3 separate regions of the Gossypium arboreum genome follow, and all the other regions are linked to region 1. Evidence: chromatin contacts called from public Hi-C data. All regions are on one chromosome and are shown on one strand. The core of a region is the stretch at or near the end of the contact, and the rest is flanking DNA. Distances in the headings are between cores, read along the strand shown.

Region 1 (2,568 bases), core at 28-2,527:
ACACAACGCGACCGAAAACGCGACCGCAACCGCAATTTAAATCCCTGCCATGGACCATCCAACAACACGTCCCCAACATCACTAAATTTAACCAGGTAATAATCATGCTCCAAATCAACTAGTTGCAATCTCCCAAACGGCAACCAAAGAAGTTGTAACCAATTAATGAGAGCTCTATATCCAATAGTTTTCCCCCGGTTAATAATCACATCCTCCGGCAAAACTTCAATCTCATCCACCAAACTCCAAGCACTTACAACATCCCCCCTCCATTAGCCGTCAACTTATCTTCATAAGATAACTTTCCCACAGAGGCTTCAGCAAATCTTGATCATCATTCACCAACGTAGAATCCTCTTTGTTCTTCACTTTTTTCGTCACCCTCTCCAACTAAGAAGGGATAGAAGATGCCGGTCGTTCGAAAGCCGATGGTACTGTAGAGCCTATTGATATTTCTATAGGATAAAAACACTTTTTAAGTAATATACTATTTTTTAAGTAATATACTATTTGTTATTAAAAAGAAGGGTTAATTATTATTTAAATAATGTTAAAGTTAATTATATTAATTAATTAATTAATTAATTATTATTTTGAATAATATTACTTGACATTAATTATATAAAATAAAATTATATTATATATTAAATATGTTAATTAACTTTAATCATTATTTAAAAATTTCTATTATAGCATTTAGATTGAAAAGTTAATATATTTTAATTATATTTAACAATTAAAATAAAATATTATTTTACTCTAATTACTCTAATTAAAAATATAATATTTAAAAATAATTAAATAATAAATATGTAAAATCACATATGAGTTTAAAAATTGGGAGATAAAAACCATCCGTTCTATTTTCAGACTTTGGCCGAAGATTTACTAATATTTTTATTTTAAAAGGGAGTACTACACCCTAAATACAAGATAAACATAATTGAAATACAACTAAACATGGTTTATTAGAAGACTCCAATTAAAAACAAATAAAACAAACAGCACAACTAATTGGCCAAGTCAAAACAACACGCATTGCGCAAAATAACAGGGTTCGGTTTTATATTTTACAGTGAATTTTTTATAAAAACAAATTATTGTATTTAAAAATTTTACTATATCTTATCTTATCAGTTCTAACGAATCATTTCAAAATATCATCCGTTAACTTTTTAAAATTCTCAATAATTATCTGTAGGATGTATTAAAAGATAATAAAATTATATATTTTTCTTCTCAAAATGCTGATTAACAAAAAGAAAGCATTAAAATTATCGAACAAAATAGCTTTTGAGTTTGAGAATAAGATTGATGACGTAAACAGAACACAAAAAAGGAAGAAACTTGGTATAACTGTTGACGGCTGACATTGCCACGTGTAATTTCACCGCCCATTGTCACGCAAGCACCCTGATTTTGTCAGACGGCTAAGATCTGATTTCCATTAAAAGGATCAGACGGCGGATATTAACTTTTCTCAAACTGTCTCACCTATAAAAACGACACAGTTCCTTCTTCGCCGGTGCGGTGCAGTTTCTCTGCCCTCCTCCCCCCAAAACCTTTCTTATTATTTAAAAAATATATATTTTTCCCCCAAAGCTCATATATTTTCCGTCGGCGTTGTCTTCCGTCCGGTTCTCCTCCGGATTTCCGACGATTCTATCCCTATTTATCACTCCCTCTCCTCTTCATTCCCCAAAACACCAAAAAAAAAAAATTCCCACATATTTTGAACTTTAGTTCTAAAATCCTTTTTTTCTCTATAATTCTGATTTAATAGAGATAGGAGAGGGAAGCAAAAAAAAGGAAAAAATCCGAAAAAAGGAGAAGGATCTAGGAGAGTTAGGGCTAGTTTATTTTGAGGATGGCGCAGATTCAGGTTCAGCATCAGGCGCCGGTTTCCGGTCCAAATGGCGTGGCTCCGGGAGCTTCCGGAGGAGCGCAATTCATGCTTACGTCTCTCTATGTCGGGGATCTTGATGTTACCGTTACCGATGAGCAGCTATACCAACTGTTTAGCCAGGTGGCTCCGGTCGCATCAGTTAGGGTTTGCCGGGACTTGGCGAGCGGCCGCTCTCTTGGCTATGGCTATGTCAATTATAACAACCTTCGCGATGGTTAGACTTCTACTTGACTGTAAAAGATTAGTTTTTTTATCTAGTAATTTAATAATTTAAGGCTGCTCGGCGTAGTTACTTTGATTGAGAATTATTCTACAATGTGAACATAGATTATTGAATTTTTGTAATCTTAATGAATATATGGTTATTTGATAACTTTGATTTATTAAGGATTTGTAGATGCTGTTTGAACGGATCCGCTCTCTAGGCATTATTTAAGGATTATTTATTCATTATTTTAACAAAGCTTTTCTCATAACACATTGTTGAAAATTTCTTTTTAAAGGGAAAGAAAAGTCCTGCATTGATGACATAATGGTCAGTTCTTGATTACTTCCCTAAAGTAATTTAATTGAGAATTTTAGGTGTATTATTGTATTTATGCAATTTGCCGATTTCCTTTTGTGCTAAATTGGAATGTCTTCAGTTACTGTAACTATAATTG
Region 2 (2,568 bases), core at 31-2,530, 930 kb before region 1:
ATTTTAATGGTGGGGCCGGTCAAGCCCCAGATTCTCCTCTCGAAAAACCAATATGTTAAATACTTTCAACATTTTAGTGGGTATGTAATTATTTAGGGGTATATATGTGGAATGTCGCCTAAAACCAACTTATGCACTATAATCCATTACTATTGCCGAGTGTTTAATGATGATATTTGATAATAAATTAATTTGGGAAACATATTCCATACTAAGAAAAGAAACAAAACACAAATTAAATAACTATGTCGGCATATCAAAACCTTTCAAGCAGCTACGTGAGGGTTTTTTCATCCTCACCGAAAACAAAAAAGAGCGAGTATTTGTATATATTTAAATTGGATGATTGTCAAATTGTTTTATAATCATAAATATAAAATAATGATACATAATATCAAATTTAATCATCATATCTTTTCTTTATTTTAAATTTTTTATTAACGTGACATATTAGATTAATAATGTTATGTCAACATAAAATTATATGTAGACTGTTATGTAAGTTATCATGTCAATATTATTAAAAAATTAATATTTTAATCATCATTTTCATTAAAAATTATTTAATTTTTTTCTTTGAAAGATGACAAAACATATAAATGTTATAGATTATTATGCTAATAATAATTATGCAATTAATCATGATAATTTCGAGAATAAATACTAAGGATGACAAAAGATGAAATGGAGAATATTTTTTGTCTTAAATTATGATTAATTAATTATATTAAGAATTTCTATAAAATTAATTATTTTAAGCATTAAATTAAATGATTATTTAATTTAAACAAATTGATTAATTTGTATAAAATTTTAATTAATTAACTAAAGTAAACTTAACTAATTAAGATGGTATTTGATAAATTAGAATAATTAAGAGTTGAAATTTTAAGTATTGAAAATTATATTCTAAATTTAAATTCTAAAATATGTTTGATATATTTTCTAAAGTTAAGTGCAAAATATAATTAGAATGTTTGATAAAAATAATTTTAAAAATTTAAAGTTAAAAGTATTTAAATGGTGATGTTAAAAGAAAATGAAAAAATTGAAAAAGAATCTATATAGATAGCTTTTCATATTTTTATTGAAAAAAAATTCTATAGCTGATTTTTATTATAGAAATATTAAATGTATTGAAAATTATTATTTTTAATTAATTTAATTTTTCCATAGATCATCAAACAAAAGTTTTATATATTAAGACTCCATACTTAAAATTCCATAAATCTCAATCTTGTCAAACACAAACAACCACTCGTGGGCTGAAATGGAGAAATATGTTTCTACTAAAATAGTAGATCATACTACACTACTACTTTCCCTACAATCTTTTTATATAACTTTCGTTTTTAGTGTAGGCTTTAGAGAAAAAGGACAAGGAGGTGATGGATTTTGTCGGCCAAATTTGGATTTATCTTTAAGGAAGATCAACGTGGCGGCCGTCCCTCACGACAGATTTGCAGCCAAGTGGGAAACTAATGCTTCTTGCTTCTGCAGTCTCCCCTCTACCTCCCTCTTTATCTACTATCTTATATATATGTATCCTTTTCCAAAACCAAACTAATCTCCTGCTTCTTTTGTTTTTCTAAAATGTTGTGGCTTTCAAGTTGTAATCTTTGGAAACAAAATTGAAAACCCATAATAAAAAGAAAGGTTTATTTTAGTTTAGGGTTTAGGGTCTTTCAATGAAAGGTGATTATTGTTCAAGTTCAACAAGTGGAAAGAAGCAAAGAATGCAACACCACCAACAACCGTTCAGAGGGATAAGGATGAGAAAGTGGGGGAAATGGGTGGCTGAAATCCGAGAGCCAAACAAGAGGTCTAGGATTTGGTTGGGTTCTTACTCCACACCCATAGCCGCTGCTTGTGCCTACGACACCGCCGTCTTCTACTTGCGTGGACCTTCCGCTAGGCTCAACTTCCCTGACCTTATATTACAAGAGGACGATGAACTTAGAGACATCTCACCTGCTTCCATACGCAAGAAGGCCACCGAGGTCGGTGCTAAAGTCGTCGCGCTGCACACCACCTCCCTTCATCATCATCATGCTTCTAATTCATCGGAATCATCAAACCCTCCTCGAGTTTTCTCCAAACCCGATTTGAACAAGTACCCTGAAACTTCTGATGAAGATTGAAAACAATCTATATAAAGGAAAAAAAAAAATCTACAACTTGATTCTGTTTGATAAGTTTAGGTTTTCATATTCAACACAGCTCTATCAAGACCTTCAATGACTTGTTCTGTAACAAAAATTCAAGCAGTCATAATTCAGTTAAAATCATGAAGTCAATAGATATATAGAATGACTACTGGTTTAGCTAATTAAGTGGTTAGCTAAAATAGTGATTGCTGTTGAAGTCTTAATTAATAATTTCTTGAACAAATTTGGCTTTTGAAGCCTTTTAAACTATATATTATTACGTGTTTATTCATGATGAAAAAAAGTTACGGAAATTAGAGGGAGATCAGAGAGGAGCTTGTGTACGCGTGTTTCCATGTAGACAAAATAGATAAGGAGATAAGGGTGATATAAATATATATAAACAAAAGAGAAAGAAAGC
Region 3 (2,568 bases), core at 26-2,525, 590 kb before region 1:
TAAAACGGTTAAAATTTATATTGAATTATATTATATTTAAAGTATTATTTTTATTAACTATGCAAGAATTACATTATTTTAGTTTTAAATATCATATGTTATATAATTTATATTGTATATAATACATTTATATAATATAAGCTAATATATTATATTATGTATATATTATCTACGAATTAATATAGTTATATTTATTATTAAAAATATAAAAATGACGAGTAGGGAGTATTAATTTACAATATGTCAAAAATCTTGTCCTATAAAAATACTTTAAAATGATTAAGAATTATTTTATTATTATAATATTTTGAATACCAAATTAATTGATATATTTTAATTATGCTTACTAATTAATATTTTAAATAATGTTACTTTGCATTACTTACTTAAAGTAAAAATATTTAGTTTAAATCACAAAATTTAAACGCATAAAATCACGTGTAATGTACATGTTAAGGTAATCATGGGTTAAGTTAGGCCATGCTAAAATTTGATTTTAAAAGGAATTTTAAGCTTGAGTCCAAGCTCGCCTAACTTAACCCAACCAATGATCTATTTTATTGTTTAAGAAATATGTTACGAATGATTTTATATTAACATTAATTAAAGTTAAATGATAATGATCTTAAAGTTATTTAATTTTATTTTAGATCGGATCAAGTTGGCCTGTCGTTAAGAAATTTTTACCCAAATTTAATTTAAGGTAAATTAGATAATCAAGCCGGATAAATCACTGATTCTTGAATATATCTAAATGTATGATACTAGAATTATAGTTCTTTTAAATACATAAAAATTTATTGAATTATGGCACACATGTGACTGAAATAATTATATAAAAATATTTTATAAAAATCAAATGAGATTTTGATTCAAATGACAAAGCTTTGAAGATTTTAATATCATATGTTCAAATCTTATATCATCATTTATTTTAGATTTAAATTGTCTTTTTATAATTTTAATAAAAATACAAAATAAAAACCCTCGACTTCTTAAATAATTTTTTAGACATTTTCCAACTCACTTATTGTGGGATCAACTCATGAGATTAATTGAATCGGAAGTAAATGCTATGGTTTGAATTTTATTTTGATATATTTATTATTCTCAATATATTAGGGTATGGTAGTTAGGGTTTGTAAAGCAACAGTATGTTTTACTTTTAGTTAAATAAAGTGAAATGAGGTATGATATAACTTTACTTTTTTTATGATGATGGAATGTGGTCCATAGACACGTGCAAATGATGCCATTGTCTTTCTAATCATGCCTTCCCACCGTTTCTTCCACTGTGTGGGATCCACTCCAGTTATCTATATCCGACTATCCCTTCTATTCTATACCTTTCATCTACGTACACATTCATTTTTCAGTTTTAATAATAATATCTTAATAAATATTTTTAATTCAAAGTAATTTTTTTTGTAATCACAATTTTTCATATCGGTTTTAAAGTTTAAAATTAATTCTATTGAAATCGGAAGTGATATTGAAATAAATTTCTTTTAATAATGAAATTATAATATATTCAACTTTTGTATTTAACCCCAACATTGTCCATTAATACTTATATTCACACACTTCTCTTCTTTTACATGAAACACACAAATGTAAATAAAATAATTGATGATGGTGTATTTTTCATAATATAAATACTATATTTTATTATATTTATTATGCGAGTGAACGAAAATATTTTATATTAAAAATATATTTATATAAATATATCAGTTAATAGTTAGTAGTGGAGTGAAAATGTTTTTAATATAAATTGTTGATCCTTTGTTCAATTCTTAAATGTTCTTTTAGTTATTTTATTTAAAAATTATATAAAAATATAAAAGATGAAAATATCTTTAAAATAATATTAATTACCTTTTAAAATTAAAATATTTTAATAATTTCACATATGAATTTATGTTAAGTTAACTTATGCCAATAACTTAATTAACCACTTTATTTATAGTATATATGTATATATTTAAAATGATATTTTTATATAAATTTTGAAATAGTTTATATTTTCATATTAAGCTGTTGTTGTTTGTGATATTAAAAAATCTCAATTTTATGAATTTCTAGAACGAAAACAAAACAAAACTGATACACACCCTTATTTTTCATTAGCTAAGGAAGAAAGAAGTTTGTAATTATTAGAAACATTCCACCCATTTGATAAATTTTGACTGTCCATTCATAGGACAGCAAGTGTCCTAAATTCTGATCAAGTATTTGCACAAAATATGATTTTCCAAAATAAAATATTTTTTCATGAACATACATGCATGTAATTTAATGATTGGGTCAACCCAACCCTTATTCTCTGAAAGTGGAATAAGACAATGGGATTTTAAGTTCAGTTTTGATGAGCTGCAATTTTTCTGGTCTTTGTTCGGTGGTTTTTGGTCCAATTCTAGGACACCTCATTCGTTTCTGCTTTCGTTGAATCATTGCCCAGCTTTTGTTTTTCACACCGCAAAGGTAAAACTACCATAGAGTAACTTTTTCTATTAAAAAAATAAACAAATTTAATTTATGCACGTTAAGATAAAAAGTAAATTAATT

Evidence for each region. Hi-C and Micro-C count contacts between places; a contact is called where the count stands out from the background.
Region 2: a Hi-C map of leaf shows a contact between it and region 1, with 1.9 times the contacts expected there. The contact joins the promoter of LOC108482397 here to the promoter of LOC108483204 in region 1. A contact is called at or near these places in 2 of 5 Hi-C or Micro-C datasets (both in leaf).
Region 3: a contact with region 1 is called in a Hi-C map of leaf, with 3 times the contacts expected there. The contact joins the enhancer-like site here to the promoter of LOC108483204 in region 1. A contact is called at or near these places in 2 of 5 Hi-C or Micro-C datasets (both in leaf).

The regions. Positions count from the first base shown.
Region 1 is chr1:80,061,920-80,064,487 of ASM2569848v2, forward strand. LOC108483204 (polyadenylate-binding protein 2-like) reads left to right here and starts at 1,278. Exons shown (of 9, transcript XM_017786475.2): 1 at 1,278-2,120. The coding sequence starts at 1,868.
Region 2 is chr1:79,136,260-79,138,827 of ASM2569848v2, forward strand. It overlaps LOC108482397 (ethylene-responsive transcription factor RAP2-1-like), which reads left to right and starts at 1,281. Exons shown (of 1, transcript XM_017785523.2): 1 at 1,281-2,391. The coding sequence starts at 1,689. The coding sequence ends at 2,141.
Region 3 is chr1:79,469,221-79,471,788 of ASM2569848v2, forward strand. The region is part of intron 2 of LOC108481487; the gene reads right to left. Among protein-coding and RNA genes, the nearest start is that of LOC108481487, 15 kb to the right of the region's middle. Within about 2 kb of position 1,276, at least 1 of the 2 cell types and tissues checked has an H3K27ac peak or open chromatin away from gene starts, as enhancers often do. A contact at or near this core is called in leaf, where this site is marked.